Regions from separate parts of the Mus musculus genome. Here all the other regions are linked to region 2. Evidence: chromatin contacts called from public ChIA-PET and HiChIP or PLAC-seq data. All regions are on one chromosome and are shown on one strand. The core of a region is the stretch at or near the end of the contact, and the rest is flanking DNA. Distances in the headings are between cores, read along the strand shown. Region 1 overlaps Plcl2 (phospholipase C-like 2). Region 2 has its middle 37 kb from the start of Dazl. Region 3 overlaps Tbc1d5 (TBC1 domain family, member 5).

What was found. ChIA-PET counts read pairs in DNA pulled down with a chosen protein or histone mark. HiChIP or PLAC-seq counts read pairs in DNA pulled down with a chosen protein or histone mark.
Region 1: an RNA polymerase II ChIA-PET map of memory CD8 T cells shows a contact between it and region 2, with 11 read pairs. The contact joins two enhancer-like sites. A contact is called at or near these places in 1 of 15 datasets of contacts at CTCF or cohesin (large pre-B cells), 3 of 484 Hi-C or Micro-C datasets (bone marrow-derived macrophages, liver and neurons), 4 of 115 datasets of contacts at active chromatin or transcription factors (bone marrow-derived macrophages, double positive thymocytes and memory CD8 T cells) and 1 of 9 other capture datasets (embryonic stem cells).
Region 3: a contact with region 2 is called in an H3K4me3 HiChIP or PLAC-seq map of bone marrow-derived macrophages, with 5 times the contacts expected there. The contact joins two enhancer-like sites. A contact is called at or near these places in 1 of 484 Hi-C or Micro-C datasets (bone marrow-derived macrophages), 7 of 115 datasets of contacts at active chromatin or transcription factors (acute myeloid leukemia, bone marrow-derived macrophages, differentiating embryonic stem cells and 3 more) and 1 of 9 other capture datasets (embryonic stem cells).

The regions. Positions count from the first base shown.
Region 1 is chr17:50,629,892-50,634,162 of GRCm38.p6, reverse strand. The region is part of intron 3 of Plcl2 (phospholipase C-like 2); the gene reads right to left. Among named protein-coding and RNA genes, the nearest start is that of Plcl2, 120 kb to the right of the region's middle. Within about 2 kb of position 2,907, at least 18 of the 459 cell types and tissues checked have an H3K27ac peak or open chromatin away from gene starts, as enhancers often do. A contact at or near this core is called in memory CD8 T cells, where this site is marked.
Region 2 is chr17:50,328,688-50,333,247 of GRCm38.p6, reverse strand. No RefSeq gene overlaps it. Among named protein-coding and RNA genes, the nearest start is that of Dazl, 37 kb to the right of the region's middle. Within about 2 kb of position 1,732, at least 83 of the 459 cell types and tissues checked have an H3K27ac peak or open chromatin away from gene starts, as enhancers often do. A contact at or near this core is called in bone marrow-derived macrophages, memory CD8 T cells and regulatory T cells, where this site is marked.
Region 3 is chr17:50,761,111-50,765,358 of GRCm38.p6, reverse strand. All of the region lies in intron 18 of Tbc1d5 (TBC1 domain family, member 5), which reads left to right. Among named protein-coding and RNA genes, the nearest start is that of Gm41598, 28 kb to the left of the region's middle. Within about 2 kb of position 1,743, at least 73 of the 459 cell types and tissues checked have an H3K27ac peak or open chromatin away from gene starts, as enhancers often do. A contact at or near this core is called in bone marrow-derived macrophages and regulatory T cells, where this site is marked.

The DNA of each region.
Region 1 (4,271 bases), core at 1,658-4,157, 300 kb before region 2:
GTTCCACCCCTCAGAGGAATGCAGAAAGAAAGCATCATGCCCATTACTAAACTGGCTCAACATTGTTGGCTTTATCCTTAAATTATAAAGTTTATTTTTCCATGCTGGAGATCACAGAACTTGTCATGCTAGCAGTCAGTATATTACTGCTGATGAGCTTCAAGACCAGAACCATCTCTTCAAATGATGTTTTAATGTAACACCAAGAAAATGCACATTTAAAATATTATAGAAATAAGCAAATTACTTAATTTATTACTATAAAAGAAATAATTTTTTTTTGGTGAAAAGCACTAGTGCACTCTCACATCAGAGTACAGACCAAAGCAGATGTGTATGAGATAGTCTCAAGAGCAGAGCCAAGTGAGTAAGTTCCCTTAAGTTGTTCTGCCTTCACTGTGAATGTACACTGATATGTCAATAGAATGCTAGGCCAGAGAAAAGGGTTGATTTTATAAGCACTATTTACAAAACTGCAAGTAAATTAGTTTCATCAATCTCTCTCTGTTCATCACAGAGGTATAAGGCTTGGCATAGCACTCAGACATCCACTGCCAGGTGGAATAACCAGCCATATAGGCATGGACATTATTTATTTAGTATAAAATACTTTTATACAGTCACTGCTAATGGATTTTTTTTTTATTAGTGACTTGTTTACTAGTAGCTCCTAAATTTTTAACACTAATGCATTAGGAAAGTCTCGGAAATAACAAGTATGCTCAACTCTAATATAGGCTTAAAACTGTCTGTACCCAGCTCCAGGAGGATCCAATAATTCTGGATTCTCTGGCACCTATAACTCATTCACAATTCAATGCACACACACACACACACACACACACACACACACACACACACATACACACACACACACAATTTAAAGATAAACTTGCACAACCACACAACACACATACATATGACATAGCCTCTTTTTCGTTTTTTTTTTTAATTCCCTGGAGACAGGACTCTATGTAGCCCTTGCTATTTTGGAACCAACGGTAAACACCAGGTTGGCCTTAAACTTTTGAGATCTGTTTGGCCCTGCCTCCTGAGTGCTAGATTAAAGGTGTTTGTCACCATACCCAGCTCCTAACATGGCTGGTAATACCTGGACATAATAAAAGTTATAGGGAACTGGGGCATGAACAGATAATTGCTGTGGGGAATGTTTGCAATGGAACTCCATTCATCTTGCTATCCACATTGAGAAGCCAGGGAATTAGCTATCTTTAAAAAGCCTACATCATCAGCAAGAGTTGTGGTCATTAACCTTTTTCAAGACCACTATGATAATATGATTTTAAATAACAAATTGTTTCCAGGCTAACTTGACTGGCTTCTTCATAACACTTCACCTCTACTTCCAGAGTCTTCACAACGAAATTATAGAAAATATAAGGGGAAACCTAAAATAAAACTTTCAGAAGAGCCTAAAGAGTTCCAAGAGCCATTTCAAACAAAAAAACAAAATATACCAGGGGTGCTACTACAAATAGGTTTCTTGGAAGTATAAGAGGTAGGGTAGAATTTAAACAGTGAAAAATATCCTTTGTCTCAATCCATATTAATGGAAAGCAGAGCTCATGGGTGGAAAGGAGAAAAGCAACAGCCTGGATGAAGTGTGGAAATCTACACGGTAGAACTTAGGGTTCATCATAAACTCTTGATCACTTAGTCAGGAAGAGCTGTGATCACTGTAGGCAGGATGTCCTATGATCACTGTAGGCAGGATGTCCTATGATCACTGCAGTTAGGATGTCCTATGATCACTGTAGGCAGGATGTCCTATGATCACTGTAGGCAGGATGTCCTATGATCACTGCAGTTAGGATGTCCTATGATCACTGTAGGCAGGATGTCCTATGATCACTGTAGGCAGGATGTCCTATGATCACTGCAGTTAGGATGTCCTATGATCACTGTAAGCAGGATGTCCTATGATCACTGTAGGCAGGATGTGCCCTGATCACTGCAGTCAGGATGTCCTATGATCACTGTAGGCAGGATGTCCTATGATCACTGTAGGCAGGATGTCCTATGATCACTGCAGTTAGGATGTCCTATGATCACTGCAGTTAGGATGTCCTATGATCACTGCAGTTAGGATGTCCTATGATCACTGTAGGCAGGATGTCCTATGATCACTGTAGGCAGGATGTCCTATGATCACTGTAGGCAGGATGTCCTATGATCACTGTAGGCAGGATGTCCTATGATCACTGTAGGCAGGATGTCCTATGATCACTGTAGGCAGGATGTCCTATGATCACTGTAGGCAGGATGTCCTATGATCACTGTAGGCAGGATGTCCTATGATCACTGCAGTTAGGATGTCCTATGATCACTGTAGGCAGGATGTCCTATGATCACTGTAGGCAGGATGTGCCCTGATCACTGCAGTCAGGATGTCCTATGATCACTGTAGGCAGGATGTCCTATGATCACTATAGGCAGGATGTCCTATGATCACTGCAGTTAGGATGTCCTATGATCACTGCAGTTAGGATGTCCTATGATCACTGCAGTTAGGATGTCCTATGATCACTGCAGTCAGGATGTCCTATGATCACTGTAGGCAGGATGTCCTATGATCACTGTAGGCAGGATGTCCTATGATCACTGTAGGCAGGATGTCCTATGATCACTGCAGTTAGGATGTCCTATGATCACTGTAGGCAGGATGTCCTATGATCACTGTAGGCAGGATGTCCTATGATCACTGCAGTTAGGATGTCCTATGATCACTGTATGCAGGATGTCCTATGATCACTATAGGCAGGATGTCCTATGATCACTGCAGTTAGGATGTCCTATGATCACTGTAGGCAGGATGTCCTATGATCACTGTAGGCAGAATGTGCCCTGATCACTGTAAGCAGGATGTCCTATGATCACTGTAGGCAGGATGTCCTATGATCACTGCAGTTAGGATGTCCTATGATCACTGTAAGCAGGATGTGCCCTGATCACTGAAGGCAGGTTGTGTTGTGATCAAAGTAAACTTTCACAATCACAGATAATCATCAGGGAAGGAGGCAATGAGAGCAATGAGGAAGTCTTGTGAGGATCTCCATCACTAGCTAGAAATTAGGCAAAGCTTAGCTCTGAAATTTGGAAAATTTAAATATTCTCTGCCAATACTGTGGCTACAATTTGTTTGAATTTGTGAAGAAGGAACTTTAAAAGATAAATGGGCCTCCAGGAACCACTGAGAAAGAGGGAGCTCAAAGACTGTAAGAGCCAGAGGTGACAGATAGTTATCAGTAAGCAGTGCTTTCCAGGTACACTCGAGCAGATGAACATATAAATGCACAGTGGTTATGATAGCATGAACAAAATGTGTGCATGCTCAGGCTGGGAAGAAAATCTCAGCATTAGACGGCAAAGCACGAAGCTGGGACTACCTACCTGAGGGGTTATTGCCTGCAATAGCTTTACAAGAGCAAGAGTCAGTTTTCTTTATGGGTCTCCTAGGAGGTTGACATACTCTCCATTGCTGTCCCCATACCCAAGAGTACTTGAGTAAAATAGGAGAGAGGAGGGGGCAGGGGAGGAAGACAAGGGGGGAAGGAAGGAGGGAGGGAGAGGGACTGGGCGACTGGGCATGGATCTGGGGAAGAGTTGGGGTGAACATAATAAAAATATATTATTTGAAATTCTCAAATAATTAATAAAAAATACTAGTTAAAAGATAAATGAGCCTCATGGTAATGCTTCAACTAGAGTCACCAAGTTAACAAGTACAAAGCAAAACCAAATTCTAAACACAGGAGTGGCCAGAAAGAGCAAGGGTATCACGCAATGTTCACTTATGGTGACGTGAGAGTCTCTGGACAGAAGCTGAGTTCATCATCCTGAGAGCTCTGCACTGACATCTGGTAATGCTGGTAATTGTGGAGAATGCAACTGCAATATCAACAGTTCTGTAATAACGCTGCATATGCAGCCCTGGAAATATCACTACATTATATAAAAATGCACAATTAAAAATACAGGGCTTTATAAGGAAAGTGAGGTTAAGGGCACAACACTGAAAAACCTAAAACCACACAAATCAACTAAATACCAACAGATGACAGCAGCACAACAGACCTTGAAAAAGCCCTGAAGCAGAAGTGGGCACTGAAGGCTACAGCTTGTGCCGTGAGCTGCTGTGAGGTACTGCAAGAAGGGCACCTGAAATCTCACAGACCAGTCAGATCACAGTAACACACATGGATGCCTAGAGGTTCAAACAGACTCACGGAACCCAGGGAACTGGCAGGGAC
Region 2 (4,560 bases), core at 483-2,982:
TGGAAAGTTTCAAAGTGTTCATACTGCCTAGATATTATGGTTAATCCCAGTAGAATTTTTGATACATATTCATTCACTTTAATCTTGTTTCCTAGCTAAATATATCTCTAAAATCTTTGCTTTTTAAAATGCATTTAATGAAGTCATATTATTTTCGTAAAATAAAACATGTAACATTTTTCACAAGGGCATAAAAGTTTGAAATTGTTGATATTTTATGACTCGTCTCTCTAGACCACACTATTTTAATTGAGAAATGATTCTTTCTATAGAGGCTGAGGTACCTGAGAAACTCAGCAATTTTGCTGGCCACATAATATTCCTGTCTAGCCTTTAAAATTTTTAATTATGTATTTTAAAATCTCCATTTTATATTTTTAATTTCAATGTTTATTTAAATTCTTTGAGAATTTTATATATGAGTACATTGTATTTACATCATTTCCCCCACTCCCTCTCCCCCTCCAACTCCTTTCAAGTCCCCAGTAACACCCTTCTCAAACTCATGTCCTTTTCTCTAAGCGTCTATGTACACAGGGGTGCGCCTGTGTCTACACACTCACACACACAACCTGCACATACAACCCGCTGACTCCAGTTTGTGCTTTCCATACATACTGGGCTGCCCACTTAGCATGCTAAACCCAGCCCCTTCTTCATTGCATGACTTAAGCTAGACTACTAAGCTTTCTGGTGATTTTTTTTCACCAAACTGCACAATTTCCCCACTTCTTTCTGCCTCATTTGTTGCAACTTTTCATTATAGGGCTGTATGAGAGTAACTGGTTATAAGCATTCCACAGACTCAACATCACACTGCCTGAGATCTCCTCTGCCAATAAAATCAGCCTATCACATTTTCATTTACCCTCAGCCGCGTTCTTGGGACATGGGCAGAAGGTAGCCAGAGTCTTTACCAGCCTACTTGTTGGTAGAATCCTTGTATCCCTCTGAACCCTCTAGAGCTGGACTCTCTCTCTGACCTCATTACTGTCTTCCAGGCTCCTACCAGAACACCCACAAAGCTCTGCTTATAACATTCAACATTTTTTTTTTTTTACTCCAAAGTTCCAGAATCTTCTACATCCCTCCAAAACACAGAAATCATGTTCCCTGCCGCGCTGGTATCAGTTTCTAGGTTACTTTTCTGTCGCTGTGATAAGATGGTACGGACAAAAGCAAGGCAAGGAAAAACGAGCTGATCTGGCTTGAGGCTCCAGAGTCCGTAATGTCGGGTAAGGCATGGCGTGCTAACAGAAGCAGGAAGCTGGCTGGTGACACTGTCATCCACACACAGGAAACAGACCGCAAGCACATCCTGGCCCTGGGTGGAAATATGCTCCTGTGCACGGCCCTGCCATTGTGTGGATAAGGCTCCCTTTTGCCGTTAACTCCTACCGTCTTTTCAGGCCATAAAAATTATCAGTCCCATCTAGTCTTTAATGACTGCCTTGCAAACAAGGAGCAGCTTTCCCAAGATCCTAAAGTGTGTGAGTATGGGTGGGGCTGGGGGGTGGACAGGCGCAGCCCAGATGGCTCTGCTGGGCATCTGTGCAATACTACCACCAGGGTACACTGAGCCTGAAGAGATGGGGCAGGATTGGGCTCCAATTAAAGTAGCTGGTTGAAGGTCAGGGCAGAAAATGTGATCTTCAGCCTGACAACAAAGAGATGCCATAAAAGGATCATCGAGGCACCTGGCTCACCCATTATCAAGTTACAGCCCCCACTCATGAGAGTTCAGCGGCTCCCATTGGCTGTGTGGTAAACTCTGTAAGTCTTCAGCTCCCATCCCAACATCCTCTCCCCAACTTGTTTGGTTTTTTTGGTTTTGGTTTTGGTTTTTTTTGGTTTTTTTTTTTTTTTTGCTCTTGCAAGCTCCTGTTTCCTTTCATGTTATCTGAGCTCAAGCTAAAGAATCTATCTATTCACTAGTCAATCTGCAGAGTGACTGATAGGAGACTTAAAAGAGCCAGCCTCTGCCTGGGTGGGGGAAGTGGGGGAAGTGCTCTGCTCTGTGGATGCCCTTGGGCCCTCATGAGTCAGACTGAGGGTAGAATCTACCATTTCTCAAAGTTCTTTGGCTTCTCCCTTGCTATGTTTTCCTATGAGCTATTCTTAAAAGTTATATTCCTTCAGTAAGTCACTTTCACAAAAAACAACAACAAAACAAAAATATTTTTTTTCTTTTTCAGGCTCTGTGTCTAGAGACCCTGATCAACATCATCTGAGACCCTTCCAACTCCTGCATCAAGATGTGTTTGGATAGTTACTGACTACCAGCAATGTACCATAAACACGTGTGTTCTTTCTATGCATAGTATGATTTCATCTCTGTAACAGTCCTGAGCTGTGGGAGCTACTAGTGCTCCCATTTTGCTGAGAGGGCACTTGAGGCTTAGAGTTAAAGATCACTGTCAAGGCTTGAACTGAGCCCTTTATTCTTTCTACCTCACCCAACTGATTCACCAGACTTATCTCTACGATCATTTGCAAATGTCTGTGGAACAATGGAATGAGGCCCAGTTCTGCCTCACTAATGCTCTTTACAGGGATCAGAGTTGGCTGTTGCTTTGTCCTAATTCAAAAAAGTCAATGAGAGTCAGAGCTGTGGTTCTTCAGACCTTTCAGTACCTTCATCAAAAAAAAAAAAAAAAAAAAAACAAATAATTACAACCTCCATACAGCATACATATACCTGAATGAGAAAGCAGCTACATTTGGTCACACAAGGTCATAATCATCTTTTATAAGTGACACAATAAATGAGTAAGCAAATGTCAAAAAAGGAAGTAGAGCAAAGAGAGACAGACTTCAGTTCTCACAGCTAATATTGCCAAGCCGTGGTTCCATATGATGAATAATTGTGATGATTACTATAGCAGTGACAGTGGCTACCACTGATTTTGAGTCCTTACTGTGTTCCCAGCACTGTGCTAAGCAAGGACTTAGAAAGTTCCCTTTCTCCCTCTCTGTCTCTCTCTGTCTGTCTCTCTGTCTCTCTCTCTCACTCTTCCTTGCTCTCTGAGACAGGATCTCATTACATAGCCCTGGCTGGCTGGCCTGGAACTCGTGACGGAGACTCCCTCTGCCCCTGCTCCTGTCTCTGTCCCTGCCCCTGCCTCTGTCCCTGTCCCTGCCCCTGCCTCGAGTGTTAGTAGTAAATGTATACTTCACCACATGCCGCCAAGTGCCGTGGCGTTTTTTACAGTGACCCTATGAGGTGGGACTGGTTGTGTTTACATTCTACAGATGATGCAGCCGAAAGCTTCAGACAGCACAAGAAACTTTCATGAGACCACCTGGCACAGTGAAGTTGTGTGGCAAGTTGTGTGGAAGGGAAGCAGTAGGCTTTGAAAGCCCAGGGAGGGGGAGGTAGCAGTTACTACCGGCCAGAATGGTCAGGATGGGGGAGGGGGATTTAGAAAACAATCACAATGACAGAAAAATCTAAGCCATGCCTTGAGGGATGAGTGAAGAATCCTGTAGTAAAGCAAGAGAAGATGGACTGAAATTTTTATTTCAATCACAGAGAACTTCCTGGATAGCATGGTAGGTATAAGGAGACATTCAGCATTTTCAGGGATGCTACAGGCTTCAAAAGGTGGGGGCAGCCAGGAAACAGACTGAGGAAGCCCTCCTCCAGCAGTCTCCCCTTCTATTCTATCCTGGGCCTGGCGACTGGGATGCTGACACAGACCCGAGAGGGGTCATCCCTGCCTTAGTTATTTCTTTCTAGAAACATCTCCAGAGCTCCCCTAGGAGTATTCTTTACAGATCTTCTAGACATCTCTCAATCTGATTGAGTTGACAGTCAGGATTAACCATGGCAAATAAGATCTGGTAGCCTCAGTGCCCGACTATTCCTGGAGCCGTTCCGTGATACAGTCTTGGCACCCAGAGAACCAATGCCTATCAGTAGCAGAACAACCCCTCAGGTGTTCTGTTAAGTCAACAGCATCACCTCACCTCACCTCACCTCACCCGGACTCACATTACTTAGTCCACTTTGGCTTGCTCATCCGAAATTTATTCCAGAGTACAGACATTTACTGATAAAATGCCGTAGAGGGAAACTAAACAGTGTGGTCCTTGGTCCTCCCTGATCATAACTTGGAGAGACAAAAACCACATAGGCCCTTTCTTAGGGGAAAACTCAGCCTGGGTAGGAATGCATGCCCAGAGGAGCAAGGGAAAAAAATGTTCAAGGATAGAGTGCCTCTGTACAAATAAAAATTAAAAAACGACAACCTAGCTCAGATTCTGGAATCAAAATCATATTGTTTACGTAGAAAGCTGTAAAGCCTTTTGCAGTCTTGAGCTTACATGAAAGTCCCAATATTTACATTGGAAATTCTCATAGAAACAGCCCAAGCGAGACTGCGGAGCTGACTAAATGGTTCATGGGCAGTTAAGAGTACTTGCTCTTGCAGAGGACCTGAATTAGTTCATTCCCATTTGTAACTCCAGCCCCAGGGGTTCTGACACCACACTCTCTTCTGGCCTAAACATACATAGCTGCCGACAAACAGTCATACGTATAAAATAAATCTTTAAGAA
Region 3 (4,248 bases), core at 494-2,993, 430 kb before region 2:
CTGCATTGAAGGTCCTTGTCCCCAATAGCTGGGCGTGGGGTGGGACACTGAGCGCTGTGCAGGTAGATGCAGAGAGGAACGAATAGAATTCCAATGACTCGGGGTAGAAGGGTGGGACGCAGGCGCAGGAGATGAAGCCTCTCTGCCCTGTGAGAACGGTGGGTGGCTCCTGGCCACTTCCCTGTTTGGGCCTGGGGTATCAGTGGAAGGTTTAGGAGTACCCACCCAGCCTTTGAGGTATCCAAAGCATTTAAAGTTAGCTAGTGTGTGTGTGTGTGTGTGTGTGTGTGTGTGTGTGTGTGTGTGTGTGTGTGTGTGTTTTCCATTTGCAAATCCAGATAGCCCCTGAGTGGATGCATGCATGCCACCCACCAGGAGCACAAACCGGTGTAGCATAAAACTCACCACTACAAGGTTATATGTTTGTATGTACATATGTGTAACATGCTTAGGGATGCTAGAGATTGAAGTCAGGTGTCCTCCTCACTCACTCTCCACCTCATTCACCTTATTGTTTGAGGCAGGGTTTCTTGCTGAACCACAGCTTCTTGACTAGAAAGGAATGGAAGGGAGGGCCTTTTGCCCATCTGAAGGACCTGCTTCTCCAAGTTCTCTGAGTTGACTTCATAATTTGTTCCGCCTTTGCTCGCCTGCCACTCTCCTGTACATGCACGCACAGAATCGCATACGCACACACGCATGCACACACACATGCACACGTGTGCACATACATAGCAAAACACCAGTTTGTCTAGACTAGTTGGCTAGCAAGCTCCAGAGATCAGTGTCCACATATAGTCACCACTGGATTGCATCACACATGGCTACAGCTGGATGAGAAGTTGATGCAGGGGTCCAAAGCTGGGTCTCTATGCTTGAGGCATTTCCCCAGCCAACCCTTTTGCTTTTTAAAAATGTCTTCCCTAGTATGTTGTTCACATAATAATCTTATTTTCTTGTAAATATATAACCCCATATCCTTGTAGAAAATCCAGAAAAAAAAAAAGTATAATCCCACCATGTTTTTCAAAGTCAAGACTACTTAAAAAAAAAAAAAAACTTATACATTGCAATCTTATTTTTCCAGTTAGTCATCTGTTGTATGTCTGTGAATTGTCCATCAACAGAATATTTTTAAAAAACATGCAGGGTTCACGTGAGTATATGTGCTGTCCTTGGATGCCTGACTAATATCTTCAGTTGCTTTTATGTATGCACATGGTTCCCTGGGGTAATGTTCTAGGAGTACATTGCTAGTACAAAACAACAAAAAAGTAACATTTATAAAGCACTTGTTAGGCCAAACTGTGTCCTTTATCAAGACTCTCCAATAATCCAATCCCCTAAGAATTACAGGCCATACTAAATAGTGTTACCATCTTATATTTGGGCTCAAAGAGTTGCTGACTCGTTAAAGCCCTAACTATTGTATGTGACAGGCCTCTTATACACTAATGCTAGGGCTATAGCGTTCATATTCCAGCTTGTTCTCCAGTACAGCGGCTGAACTGCTTCACACACCCATACCCTGTCATTTAATGCAGTGTAATATGTAGTCATTGTGTTCTTGTTCTATTTTTCCTGATGCTGTCTTCCAGGGCTATTGCCATATGCTTCTCTGGCTTGGGTTTCATTCACACCAAGTGTGTGTGCGCGAGTGTGTGTGTGTTTTACCCTGTGTATACCACAGCTTCCTCAGAGCATCTGCAGCCTTCCTCCTTCTCATCAAGACTTTCCGTTTCCTGTTCTTCCCACTTCTTGTTCACCCATCTGTTCAAGCAAGACTGGGCGCCTTTCCTGTCTCTAGCTGCTATTCTTGGCTGGTTCCTGCTGCTGCTGTCAGTGTTGGCTCCCATGTCTGCTTATCTTGTGATCTGAGGACACTCTTAGAAGCTGAGCAGAGCCCACCCCAGGACCCTTCTCGCCCTGTTTTGCTGCAAAACTGACAGTCACTCTTGTCCATAAGTGACCCTCAAACATGGTCTCCATTAGGGACAGTGGGAACAGCAGACTATGTGTCAGACCCTAGCATCTCACACATTACTGGAAGGAAGAATGTGAGAGAGGGGTTTCTGCCCATCTGAAGATCCTGCTCCTCTCAGTTCTCTGACTTGACTTCATTACTGGTTTTTCCTTTGCTCACCTGCCACTCTCCTGTACATGCACACAGACACTTGCATACACACACACACAAAACTTTGTTGACTGGATCCTTGTTTCCTGGAACATGCTTTTCTATCATTGCTTCTGATTCCTCCTCCTTCAGTACCTTCAGAATTCTAGAAAACATGCTCTCATTTCCATGCATCCTCCTGCATCTTCTCCAGAGCTTCCTACTCCTTTCTTGGCTTTAAGAACGTACAGACTGTATCTTCCTCTAAACTCATAGAGGCCAGGAGCCCACATCTCAACTGTTATTGTATTTTCTGCATGGCTTAACACAATGTAAATGAATGTATTTATTAATCAAGTTGATAAGGAAGTAAATAATAAATCATAAAACCTTATACTATTTAAAAAATATCAAAAAGGTACTGAAGGTATATAACTAACACCTGAAAGATGTATTTTATAAACAACCAAATTGCATAATATTCAGCCAACTTAATGCCCCTGTAGAAATGCCTTTCTTCTTTTAAATAAGGTCTCACCATGTAGTGCAGGCTGATCTTCAACTGCCAGCAATCTTCCTGCCTCACCCTTACAAGCAGTGGATTTGAAATGTACTACAATGATAAACCATTTCTAAACATTTTAGAAAGGAAATAGTTTAGTGAACCACTAGAAGTTAGTATCTCCATTACAGTTGGTAAATGTGCATTAAATCTTTGCTAGGAAAGCGTAGAACATGAATGTGAGTCCATCTAGGGAAGACATGGGCGAGCAGCCAAGGGATCTGGTTCTTGGTTGGCTGCCTAACCTGGAGCATATACTCCCAGAGAATATGGCTGACAGGAATATCTGTCAGTAAATGAGAGGATCTGCCACACAGGTTTGTTGTGAAGAGTAAATGGATCCATACATGAAAAGCTCATTGTGAGGGTCTATATACGCTCAGCCCATGGAGTGGCACTGTTAGCAGGTGTTCTCCGTGGTGGAGTAGGTGTGGTGTCACTGTGGGCGTGGACTTTAAGACCCTGATCTTAGCTGCTGGAAGCCAGTATTCTGCTAGCAGCCTTCAGATGAAGATGTAGAACTCTCAGCTCCTCCTGCACCATGCCTGCCTGGATGCTGCCACACTCCCACCTTGATGATAATGGACTGAACCTCTGAACCTGCAAGCCAGCCCTAATTAACTGTTGTCCTTGTAAGAGTTGCCTTTTTATCTGTTCACAGCAGTAAAACCCTAAGACACTCATTGTCCAGTTTATTTAATATCACTCTCCAAAAAGTTAGATGCTAGCTTTTTTTCTTTTCTAGTAAAGTATCCCCTGCCCTCTAACTCTTACCTATAAGGCTTCCAAATACAGTTTGCTGTGGTCTGTAGGTAGCCCAGCCTCGGGTGTCCAGTTCTTGCCTTATATATGGATTTGCTCTTCTAAACGTAGGACAATGCTGGATTCTGATGTCCCTTATTGATCTTTTGCCACATGAAGTTTAGAAACCAGAAACTACTATTTTCTGACAGTGAATCATAAATTTCTGTTCTTTAAGCCAGTTTCATTGTTTTAACTTAATTATGTTTTTAAAAACCGAAAAACTATATGACTTGACTTATTGAGTGTATGTCCTGGCAGGAATCTCCATGCATACTCATCTCCTTCTTCCATCATTTCTGGCAGACAGAGGTGTAAAGAAGAATTAAAGAACTTGTCAAAGTTATTCAACTAGAAAATGGGAAAAATGGGTTTTGAACCCAGGAATGTCTACTCCAGAATTCCATCATGACCCCACCACATTCCTTCCTATTACAGATAGTAGACGATGCAAGCAAGAGTAAACACAGTGAGCGGTTCCTTTCAGGACCATTAAGTGGTTGTTTTCATATGACCTCAGGGTGATTGGGCAAGCATTTCTTTTTTATTCAGAAGGCCAGTGTAATGAAAGGGAGTGACTGAAGCTGCCTTGTGGAGAGTATTGTTAGCTGCAGGGAGTGTACAGCCTGAGACACTAAGATAGAGATTAAAGTGGCTTCTGACAGTTTTAGAATTGCAATTATATAATATGATGAGAATAAGCGGCAAGCCACCCTTTGTTCCCACGTGATCCCATTTCTATTTATAAGCTGAGTGATAGCTGAAGGCTTTC